Linked DNA regions of Mus musculus: all the other regions are linked to region 3. A link is a contact called in public HiChIP or PLAC-seq and promoter capture Hi-C data. All regions are on one chromosome and are shown on one strand. The core of a region is the stretch at or near the end of the contact, and the rest is flanking DNA. Distances in the headings are between cores, read along the strand shown. Region 1 has its middle 5.2 kb from the start of Gm33224. Region 2 holds the start of Sft2d2 (SFT2 domain containing 2). Region 3 holds the start of Mpzl1 (myelin protein zero-like 1). Region 4 holds the start of Gpa33 (glycoprotein A33 (transmembrane)).

Region 1 (2,700 bases), core at 13-2,512, 410 kb before region 3:
CAGAGGAAAGCAAAGTCAGTGAATGGCAAGAAGAGAGGTCACTGCCCCTGGCTTGCTCAGGCCTAACAAGACTACTGAGAGAAGCCACCAAAATCTGCCCAAGCAGATGGCCCGTCCCTGGTGTGTCACGGTTTAGACTGTGCTGTGTTTCCTAGATTGTTAGACTCTGCTGTATTTCCGAGGCTGCATCCTCCCAAGGCCATTGGCCATGCACCTCATTAGAAGGCCAAGAGCAATGAATTTCATTCAAGCCTGTCCATCAGCCCATTCTGTGCCCCCTTTAACCTTCCTCAGCTGCATCCAAGAGTCCCTTCCAGGAAAATGACAGCTGGCTAGGGTCATGGAGGAGGCTGACCTGAACAACCCCCCACGCCCCCCAAATGGGACTTTTTCAGATCTTAGAGAGAAACCACCACAACCAAGAGAAGCCAAGGAGATGTAGCAACTAAACACAGCATGCTGGAACAGGGAGGGACCTGGGGCAGCAAAGGCTACGCTGGGAAAACAGGAAACCCAAAGAGATCGTGGGGAGAGTGTGGACTTTTATTAATAAAAATGTATTAGAACTGGGTCATTCATTGTGGCAAATGTAAAATGTCAACTAGAGGGGAAATTGGGCCGGCGTAGGGAAACTCAACAGTGCTTTCAGTTATTTCCTATCAATCTAAAAGATCCTGAAAGAAACCGTTTTAAAAAATGTGAAGTATTAATAGTGTAGATTAAAAAATGAAGACTTTTTTTCTGGGGAGGGCCACATTAAGGATGCTGTCACTGAAAAATGATATAGGTGCCAGCTAGATAGCTCAGTGGGTAGAAGTGTTTGCCACCAAGGCAGACGACCTTCGTCTGATCTCTGGGGCTCACACAAGCTTGCTCATGGTCTGAGTATGTAATCTCCCCACCCCCACCCCACCCCCTTACATATACACGAAGTAAATGTAATGTTTTGAGATTAAATTATATTTTATTTGTAAGAAGCAAGGTTGAGATGCTGTTTCAGTGATAATTTTCATTAATTCACTCACTGAACCATTCAACTGTGGGCGTTTGGTTTGTGTGTGCTTGGACCAGGGTTTTATGCTGAGAGTATGTGGGAGACAAAAGCTGCATCCTACAGGCAGGAAGCAGCTGGTGGCTGATGGCGAGCTGACTCACGAGCCCACAGTTGCCTTTGTTTTGTTTTGTTGTGCCAGGGAATGAAGCTGGGGCCTTGGACATGCTATGTACTAGGTAAACACTTGCTAAGTCACAAACCTATCCCACAAGCCTGACACAGTTACTGGGTGGGGGATGGGAGACATTAAACCCAGAGTGTAGTGATGACACAGAGGAGGAAACACCCTGCTACTGATTAATCAGTGCTGCACTGTGCAGTATCTTAAGTTGACAGTGTAAGGTTGAGAGTATAAACCTTGGAGTGGGACAATACTGATGATAAAAGTAACACAGAAGGGGCGGGGCGGAGCGCAGCCGCGCTAGCTAATTGAGCCTGAAGCAGCCGCGGGGATGGACGTGTTTCTTATGATCCCGCGCAAGACCACCATCTTTAAGAACATTAAGGAAGCTAGAGCACCCTGTTGGAACTGGAGCGCATCTCCTCGAGGGCATCCTCAAGCGGCCGCCAGAGGAGCAGCGACTTTACAAGGACGACCAGCTTCTTGATGATGGAAAAACTCCGAGTGTGGCTTCACTAGTTAGACAGCATGGCCACAGGCGCCAGCCACAGTGGACCTGGCCTTCCGAGCAGATGACACCTTCGAAGCTCCGCGCGTCAAGCCCTTCTCAGCCCTCCAGAGCTTCCAGATGTGATGAAGCCACAGGATTCTGGAGATGGTGCCAATGAGCGAGCTGTGCAGTGAGGGCCCCAGGTCCGCCCCTAGAGACCCATTCCCCCAATTAAAAAAAAAAAATTGGCTGTCTAAAAGAAATAAAAAGGGAACACAGTGCCAAGCTCAGGGTCAATTGGCTTCTAGTAGAATGAAGTCTTGTTGGGGAACAAGGACTACTGCATGCACGTGTGTCCATTGTTCTATCTAGTCTTCCCATACAGTCTAAGGAGCAGACACTGCCATCTTCTGCCGTTTTGGGGGTGAAGGTATGGGGATACTGACACTTTACTCATAGAAACCAGTTAACGTCAGGGCCAGGACAGAACCTAGCTCATCTCCAGAGTCTGTGCCTTGAACTTCTCTGAGTTCTCTGCCCTGAATGCCTCCTGAAGGTTGAGTATGAACCAGCAGGTGAAGTGGTCATAATAAGTCTTATTTGATAGGCTAGACCTCAGCAAATGTCCTTTCGATATAAGTTTGAGGTCAGAACTTGGTAAAATGAATTGATTAAGGGGCCCAGGAAAGGCAGCTCTAGTGCCTACACTACAGATTCTATACTGAACAGAGTTCAGTAGAAACCGTCTCACTGTATTTGGGTGTCTATGACAAAATACCCTAGGCTGGACACTTTCCTTCCACAGTTCTAGAGGCTGTGAGGTCCAAGAAGAGATTGCTGGTAGATCTGCCGTCTGTCGAGGGCTCTCTTTCTTTCTAGCTTTCTTCACATGGTGGAGAGCAGAGAGAAGAGGTGAGCCTTCTTAGATCTCTTCCTAGAAGGGCACGAATCCTTTTCCTGAAGGTTCCACTCTCATGATCCAAGTTCTTCTCAAAGTCCTCATGATACCATCATACCAGGAGTTAGGTTTCAACA
Region 2 (2,700 bases), core at 49-2,548, 440 kb after region 3:
TCCCCCACAGTGACACACTTCCTCTAACAAGGCCACAACTACTCCAACAAGACCACACCTCCTAGTAGTACCATTCCCTATGGGCCAAGTGTTTACACATGAGCCTGTGGGGGCCAGTTCTATCACCTCACCACAGGTGGCTGGAAAAGCCATCAGGCTAGGAGAGAACAAGGACAGCTTCTACTAAATGCTATTTAAATTCCCCTCTGCTCCAGACCTGTCTATACAGTCATGCTTGCTTTCCACAGTCACGTTTGGAAGCCATTGTGCTCACTCTACAGAGGAAATCAGCTGGGGACCAGAAAGGCTAAGGAGCTTCTAGCTCAAGGCCTCCTAAGTGGCAAATGACAGAGCTAGAGTGGATCTTTCAGGACACAGCCTTTGCACTGTGCTCTGATGTTTGACGTCTTACAGAGAGGTGTAAGGACTCACTGGAAAATGTGGCAGGTAAGAGGAGTCCCTGCAGAGGCAGCAGCAGCTGGTCTTATGTTTTTATGTTTTTATACAAGTGAAGAAGGACGCTGGAGACCTCACATGAAAATATGTGGGAGGTAAAGTGACCTAGGGGGTGTTTCTGAAGTTCCTCTGTGGTCTCCTTTCCCTTTTTTGGGAAGCAGGGACAGTGGTGGAAACTGAACCCAAAGCCTTGCATATGCTAGGCAAGCATTCTCTCACTGAGCTACACCTTGGTCTCAGTGCCTTTTCTGAACTAGTTTAATCTTAACATAGGTGTTCCAGATATCTCTGGCCACCAGTGTGCAAGGTGAGCAAATTTCTGTCCTGTCTGGAAGAGCCCATGACTTCATATGGATTCTGCTTCATAGCCTCAGTAGTGCTGCAGACTGATTGAAGTAAAGCATTTACCAAACACGAAAATATTGATTCTTCTCACCACTTGCCATCTGTTCAGGTGTTGCCCAAGTCATATCTCCCGAGCCATTTCCCCTAGGGATGACGTAGGAATTGCTGCTTTTAAGAATACACAGGGTTGTACTGCTCCAGCCTGTTGCACACTGATTTGTTCTACTTAACGTGGGAAATATATATTTTTATAGATCTGCGGTGTACAACCACCAGCGGATTAACTTCAGCATCCATGGGTAAGTTTGCGAAAGGCCTGCGTTGTTCCAGGCCCTGGCACATGGTGGTGCTGGGCGCTGGAACGAATCCGTGAAGCCCGGGCGCGCAGCCAGCTTCCGGGTTAGGTATCGCCTGGCCGACTTCACCCCGACTCTCTCGGCCCCGCCCCGGGTGACCCCAAGGAGCTCGTTCAGGGGGCGTGGCTGGCGCGGGGCATGCCGGGCGGGCAGGTGGGCAGGTGCCTGGGCGGGGCGCGCCGTGGTTGGCAGCGGGCGGAGGGGCGGCGGCTGCGCACCCCGAAGAGTGGTAGGCGGAGCGAACGCCAAAGGCGGCGGTCGGGACCCTGACATGGACAAGCTGAAGAAAGTTCTGAGCGGCCAGGACACCGAGGACCGCAGCGGTCTGTCCGAGGTGCGTGCACCGGGGGAGTTGGCATTTCTTGGACAGCTGCCCTGCTGTCCTCCGGCCCGCCGCGCCGAGCTCTGCCGGGACACAGCCACAGGTGGCAGCGCGAGCTTTGTGGAAGGCGTGGCTCCCGAACCCTCTCCAACCTTCCCTCCGAAGGGCTTGAGGCTCTGAAGCAAGACCTCAGAAATCTGTGGAGTGGGAGTGTGGATCCCGGGGCCTCCTGGAATCCGGGCCCCGAGCCCCATCCCAGCCGGACCGGCCAGGGAGAGAGAGCCCTTTGGAGTTGGGCGAGGCCGGCGGCCTTCGTGGAAGGATCCACCGCCGGATCGCGGACTAGTTTAGGTTGTGGGGTGTGAGAGCCAGACCTTATGCGTTCTGCTTTGTAATTGTAAAACTCCGTGAACGCCTGATAACAGGGACTTACCAGGTCTCCGAATCTCCAGGGCTACTTTCTAAACTATAGATTCTCACCACGCTCGGAGACTGCCAGTGTGTTTGTTTTGTTAGTAGGGCTTTGATGGCTCTGAAACTTGACCACAAAAGTCCTGTGCTCCAGAGCCACTCAGAATGTCATATTTTGGGTGCTTTGGAAGTTTGTTTACATTTCCTTTCTTGATTGAAGACAGAATTACGTTTTACTTGATGTATCCTTAGCCCCGGTTTCCCCTTCTGAGAAAGAAGGGTGTTGAACGAGATGCAATAGCCCCTTTTCCTTGGAAATTGGAGTTCCTCTTTAGTGTTTACTTGACTTTCTTGTGGTTTCCCCAACATTCTGCGCTCACTTCTGTGGTTGATTTTGTTCTGAGTTTTGTCTTTGCAAAAAAACAAAACAAAACACAACTGCATCTCAAAGAGAATAAATTATTTTGAAGCCAAATACGAGTGACCATGGCCCCAGGACAGATTCAGGTTTCTGCAAACTCAGTGTTCCAACATGATAACAGTTTGATAAGTTCTTAGAGTAACAGAACAAATTAACAAATTAAGGTACTTTTCAGAAGCATTAGTGGAAGCGGTAAGCAGGCAGTTAGGGCAGTGTGGAGGAATCTCAGCTGTGGCTCCCAGAGGCTGCCTGATAGCATTCGAAAACCTTGTTAAGATAATAAATTCCAAGGTGTTTTTCCCTAGCAGTTTCCGGGAGGTTAGTCACTGTTACATCAGACACAGGTGGGCAAGAAAGAACTGCTTCCTGGGGACTAAAGATAACCCAAG
Region 3 (2,700 bases), core at 160-2,659:
ACAGATCTGACTTCGTGGCCACTCCCCTTCTGTTGCCCACAGGATAACCTAAGGATGGCCACAAAAAAAAAAAAAAAGTTTTAAGAGTCTCACAGGGTAGTCTACACTGTGTGGCACAGGCTGCCTTAGAACTCCTGATGCAGCCTAGGCTGGCTGGCCTCAAACTTGAGACAGTCCTTCTTTCTCAGACTCCTCCACAGCTTGCCCTTTCTACTTTCCTGCTAAACTCTTGGTTATTAAAACTCCAATGTGTGCTCCTTGAAAGTAAAGTGCCACCGATGGGCAGGACCTGCTAACCGGAAGGCAAAATAGCTGCGATATGCATTCTTGGTTTTCTCCAATTGCCTAGTAATTAGGAACTTGCTCTACTGCAAGGTTAAGGGGCTAGGCCACTGGAAACATCGGAAGGACACTGTTAAGACTGGCTTTTGACAAAATCCTGAAAGGAGAGGCCGCGTTTTGGTCTACTGGACTACGCTCCGCCTATTATAGTCTTGTTCCTAAAACTTGTTTTCCTCCTCCAAACTCTCACTTGGATTTTCCCGTTCTTCGTTCACTCTAATCTGTTTTGTGTCTGGTCCCTCCTTTTTCCCCCTTTGAAGACCATTCTCAGAATCCTCCCTCTCTTTAGGGTTTGCTGGGTAACTAGTAGCAGCCGGCACTTTTCAGAATTGAAGTAAGGCACCGCCTCCGTCCTAACTTTTCATCTATAGGCCGAGGGACGTTGATATGCTAAACAAACAGTAAGTGCAGTCACTGGTTATCTAGGTGGCGGGAAAGAGTTCCAATTCCTATTCCTTTCCTGTCCTCTGAAAAGCCAAAAAAGGGCCTGCTCAGAGGTTAGGGCAAGATGGAGACTTCTCATGTTGCAACGCAAATGATCCAGTTCAGGCAAAGACAGATACTCGGCAAAGGTCAAAGAGATGGTGGGTCTTTTTCTATCTCGACCACTGAATGGAAGTCTTTCCTCACCTCTCTCTTCACTTCACTCCTCCCCTCCCCCACCCGGTCCCTAAATTAATTGCTTTTCTTTAGGTGAGTGAGGCCAGGAGTAACCAAGCAGATCCTAGTCGGAAATGATATCCGGACTTGGAAGAGACCGCGGGGAGGGACATTAAGAGAACTGTGGGACTGGCCCCTCAGAGAGGAGGGCAGCCTCTGGCGGCGGTGGGCCGGAGGGCAGCCCCACGACCAGCCACGCAGGCAGGCTCAAAGTAATGCGGCTGCAGAGGCACAGTACGCGGGCATGCTGCACAGATCACACCAAGGGCGGGGCCCGGAGGGCGGGGCCTTGCCCGAGGGGGCTGACAGGGAGTCGAGTTGTCCAATGGCTTCTTTCCCAGGTTGCCAGGAGGACCAATGAGCGAGCAGTGGGGCGGGCACAGGGGCTGGAGCTGGGCAGAAGGCTGGCGGTTGGCCACTGGGGCCGGGAGCGGGGAGCGGTGGCGTGGAGGTGTCCTCGCGCTCGCAGCCGCGATCCGGACAGAGCTGTGTGGTCTAAGGCAAGCCAGCCGACCGCAGCGGGAAGCCGGGCGGAACGGAGCGGCGGGAGCAGGATGGCAGAGGCCGTCGGAGCCGTGGCACTGATTGCGGCCCCGGCCCGCCGGCGCTGGCTGTGGTCGGTGCTAGCCGCGATGCTCGGGCTGTGTGAGTGATGCCGAGCCGGGGTCGGGCGGGGGCTCCGCGGCCGTGCGCGCGCTCGGGGCGCCTCGGAGGGGAGGGGGCGCGGCCTGCGAGCTCTGGGGCCTGGGCACGCCGCCCGGGGAGCGCGGCCGGGAGCCGAGGAACCTCTTTCTTTGGATCCCTTTGCGTAGAGGGCGAGGGGGGTGGGGCGGGGAGGGGTGAGGGAGCTCCCTACCTTGCAGCTCCCTGGGGACAGTCCCAGGAGCCCACTCACGCCCAGTCCCCTGCGGTCGCCTCCTGGCGATTCTGAGTTGCCCAGGACCTCCCGGGAGTCCGACTCTGGAATTGATGTTCTCCACCTTTGGGAGATGGCGGAAGATTGCAGGATTTTTCACCTGTGGGCCTTTGTTGGTTTATTTCCTTGTTTAAACCAGTGTTTTTCCTTTACCTGGTAAGATCTATTTCGAATGCGCTCAGATCAATTCTTAAGGCTCTATGATTGAAAACTCAGACTCTCATTTATTTCATCTCTGGGGTCTGTAAATCACAGAGGCGAAATTTACGTTACTTCTAGCCTAGAATGCAAAGGCTTGAAAGAATTCGGTCGAATTCGTATTAATGGTAAACATGGGCAAGATAGTTTGACAAGACGAACATTTACAAAGCATGCTTTTACTTTGATTTTAAAAGCCCCCCTCTCAGGCCCTTACCAAATAAACCAGGCTTAAGTTTTTGATAAAGGCTCCGGCTCGGTTTATATGACGTCTTGGACGAGTTGTTTTATGGGGCGTCTGAAGTAGTGTCTGCCCCAGGACTTTTTTTGTGTGTTGTTCAAAGTAAAGTACTTGTTTCTGTCTCAGAATTCAGCTAAGTAGTGGTTACCGAGAGGTCGAACTCCTAAGAAAACACGGAGGGGGTTCCTCCCACTCATTCTTTTGTTGTGTAAAATGTAATTTGTTCAAAATCCATTACTCAGTACTTTCTTTCGTGCAAAAGTTCTTAATGTAGTAGTCTCTCGAACCAGGAGTATAGGTGAGATTCTGTTGGATTTCCAGCTTTCATTTAAGCTCCTAGTTA
Region 4 (2,700 bases), core at 171-2,670, 500 kb before region 3:
AGGGTGTATTGAACAGTGTGCTAACCAAAGCCTCCTCGGGGCTCCTGAATTTCCTGTTCAGCTCTCACTTCCTCCCGGTGGTTCCCAGATCCTGGAAGCAAGCTGCTGGACAAAGACACTGAACTAGGGTCTCTGAACTAAACTCCTCTCAGCGTTCCTGACCCCCGGTATGCAGACACCCTCAGGCACCCTGCCCTTCTCCACACAACTGCTTTGCTATTTAACACTTAGTTTCTATTCCGCCGCAAACCCATCTGATGCTGCTTTGAGAGGTGGGAGGAGGGGTTCTCTGCCAGGCAGGGAACACAGGGAGCACCGGCCTGTGGAAGCCTGCTTTCCAGCTTGTGGCTCTATGCAGGATATCGAGGAAATTTTTTCCTCTTTAAGTTTCCTGTGGGTGACATAGGTGCTAACATGTTTATGGTCGTGTCTTTTTCTAATTTTAAAAAGACTGGAAAACCAAAACCAAAACCTAGATCAATGGTTCTCAACCTGTGGGTCGCCACCCCTTGGGAGATGGAATGGTTTACCCCCCCCCCCCCACAGGGTCCTTTAAGATCGTCAGAAAACACAGATATTTACATTACGAGTCATAACAGTAGCAAATTTGCAGTTATGAAACAACAATGACAATTTTAAGGTTAGGGGGTCACCACAACATGCAGAACTATATTAAAGGCTCAGCACATTAGAAAGGTTGAGAACCACTGCCCTAGGCAGTAAATCTATCTAGATCCACACCCTGGCGTTTTTGAGAGCAATCCTTAATTTCAAATACTGTGTCTAACCCTTTGAGTTTCTCATTTCAACAATGGACTGGGGGTTGTTTGGGAGCTAACGGAGACAAGGACTGTGTTGATTTAGGACCAGGCCTACAAACTGCCCCCACCAAACAGTAGAATGTATAGCTCTGCTCAGTGGGACAGAGCACTGCTGGGACCAGGGGAAGTGAGGGACACTAGGACTGCCTCTGCTTCAGCAGTCGGTCACACACCCCACCCATTCCCCAGAGCTGGCAGCAGAGGGGCGTACTCACTTGCACAGAACATCCACACCACAGATCCTGCCTTCCCCAACATGGTCTGGCTCCTTTCCCGACACAAGCCCAGTCTGGAACTGGCAGGGCACTGGACAGGTCTGGGCTGTCTGGTTAAAGCTATGGCCTCTGGCCTGGTTCAGCCTGTAGTCCCTGTGACTCTCCTCCAGCTCACCTGGGCCAGACTGGGCCCACATGCCCCACCCAGTCAACGGACTGGCAGGTGAGCTCACCTATGGGGTGAGGCCCCTGCTCCACCTACTCTATGAAAGGCCCCAACAAGAGTCTTCTTCCTTCCTGGAGCCAGCCATCTTCCTGCCTTCTCCCTCTTCAGCAGGAGTGCAAAGTCCTGTGCTTCTCAGAAGGTGTGGACCTCTCATAACTGATGGGATGTTGTTGCTGTGTAATAAAAAGGGAGCGAGCTCAGAAGTGAAAGCTAGTAAAAGCAGGGTGTTGCCCACACTTGCTGAGGCACATTAAGACCCGGCATTGTCTTTTTCTTTGCCCTTCCTCTCTTCTCTGACTCCCACACTGGGACAGAAATGTGGTCTCGGAGGACACAGGAAGTTCCTGTGTTCAGAATTGGTACCCGGCTTGGGAAAGTAGCAGATACACAAGAAACCAAGATGACAATGTATCTTAGTTCTTCCTCTCAGTTTCTAACACCATAGTCTTGTAACCTGGGAGCCCTGAAACCTCACAGTCCCAAAACAACTGAGATGTTTGTTACCTTCGAATAAATGTAAGAGGTGAACCGAAACACCTTTCATCCCAGCACTCAGGAGGCAGAGGCAGGCAGATCTCTGTGAGTTTGAGGTCAGCCTGGTCTGCAGAGTCAGTTTCAGTACAGCCAAGAATATCTATAGGAAATAGCTCTCCGGGAGAGCTATCTGATCAGGCTCTGCCATAGATACTCTACATTATAGAATATGTACAAATGATATTATGTCATTTAAATATTTTTATTTAATAAAATACCTTAGAGTTTTTTTGCATTCATACATACAGCACTACTATGTTCTGCTTAATAGGTAATGAATAATATCACACCACGTGTTACCTTTTCCAAGTTTGTTCATATTTCTACATAGTTATTGGTCTTGGGCTTCCTGGTTTCTAGAGTGTCTTTGTGTTCTTGGGAAACTCACTTTTGATAAAGTGATTACTATAAATGCTTTCCCAGGTGTTGCCTTGTATTACAAATTCCCTGTGTACAGTGATCTTTTCTAACTACCAGGTTTAGTTGGCTTACAAACTTATTGCTTTTCACCTGTTACACTTTGCTTAGTCACAGTTTAGCCTTCTCCTACTGTATATGATGATTTTCCAGTTTCTGGACACTGTCGTCAGGTTATCTTACTCAGGACAGACCCCCTGATGCTGGGTCTCTACTCTGGCTCTCTTGCTGACTCTGCAGCCCTTAAGAAATGAACGGACGTCCATCTGCTCCTTAAATTGTCCTGTAAGGTGTGCTAGGATTCACTCTTCAACGTCCCTTCCCTTTTAAGAGTTATCTTCCAGGGTGTGTAACCTCTGTTCTGTCTCTACTTAGACATCTAGCCGGCTGCGGCTCGTTCTTTCCTGCTGCAGGACTGTGCACTGTGCTCTCTCGGCAGCCCCTCCCCACTATTATACCCATTATATTTTATCCAGCTTATCCTTTA

Evidence for each region. Promoter capture Hi-C pulls out the DNA fragments that hold promoters and counts their contacts. HiChIP or PLAC-seq counts read pairs in DNA pulled down with a chosen protein or histone mark.
Region 1: a FOXA1 HiChIP or PLAC-seq map of pancreatic cancer cells shows a contact between it and region 3. The contact joins the enhancer-like site here to the promoter of Mpzl1 in region 3. A contact is called at or near these places in 2 of 39 promoter capture datasets (cranial neural crest and maxillary cranial neural crest), 1 of 484 Hi-C or Micro-C datasets (CD8 T cells) and 5 of 115 datasets of contacts at active chromatin or transcription factors (the SCID.adh cell line, embryonic limb bud, embryonic stem cells and 2 more).
Region 2: a contact with region 3 is called in a promoter capture Hi-C map of pre-B cells. The contact joins the promoter of Sft2d2 here to the promoter of Mpzl1 in region 3. A contact is called at or near these places in 7 of 39 promoter capture datasets (the C10 cell line, cranial neural crest, erythroid cells and 3 more), 4 of 484 Hi-C or Micro-C datasets (B cells, the G1E-ER4 cell line and uterus), 4 of 115 datasets of contacts at active chromatin or transcription factors (embryonic stem cells, extraembryonic endoderm stem cells and memory CD8 T cells) and 1 of 9 other capture datasets (liver).
Region 4: a contact with region 3 is called in an HNF4G HiChIP or PLAC-seq map of pancreatic cancer cells. The contact joins the promoter of Gpa33 here to the promoter of Mpzl1 in region 3. A contact is called at or near these places in 1 of 39 promoter capture datasets (pre-B cells), 1 of 484 Hi-C or Micro-C datasets (natural killer cells), 14 of 115 datasets of contacts at active chromatin or transcription factors (acute myeloid leukemia, bone marrow-derived macrophages, embryonic basal ganglia and 9 more) and 3 of 9 other capture datasets (embryonic stem cells, liver and macrophages).

What each region holds. Positions count from the first base shown.
Region 1 is chr1:166,042,498-166,045,197 of GRCm38.p6, reverse strand. It overlaps the pseudogene Gm7626. Among named protein-coding and RNA genes, the nearest start is that of Gm33224, 5.2 kb to the left of the region's middle. Within about 2 kb of position 1,262, at least 82 of the 459 cell types and tissues checked have an H3K27ac peak or open chromatin away from gene starts, as enhancers often do. A contact at or near this core is called in CD8 T cells, the SCID.adh cell line, memory CD8 T cells and 1 more, where this site is marked.
Region 2 is chr1:165,193,031-165,195,730 of GRCm38.p6, reverse strand. It overlaps Sft2d2 (SFT2 domain containing 2), which reads left to right and starts at 1,298. Exons shown (of 8, transcript NM_145512.4): 1 at 1,298-1,491. The coding sequence starts at 1,429.
Region 3 is chr1:165,633,250-165,635,949 of GRCm38.p6, reverse strand. It overlaps Mpzl1 (myelin protein zero-like 1), which reads left to right and starts at 1,409. Exons shown (of 6, transcript NM_001083897.1): 1 at 1,409-1,647. The coding sequence starts at 1,557.
Region 4 is chr1:166,128,941-166,131,640 of GRCm38.p6, reverse strand. Gpa33 (glycoprotein A33 (transmembrane)) reads right to left here and starts at 1,420. Exons shown (of 7, transcript NM_021610.2): 1 at 1,037-1,420. The coding sequence starts at 1,079.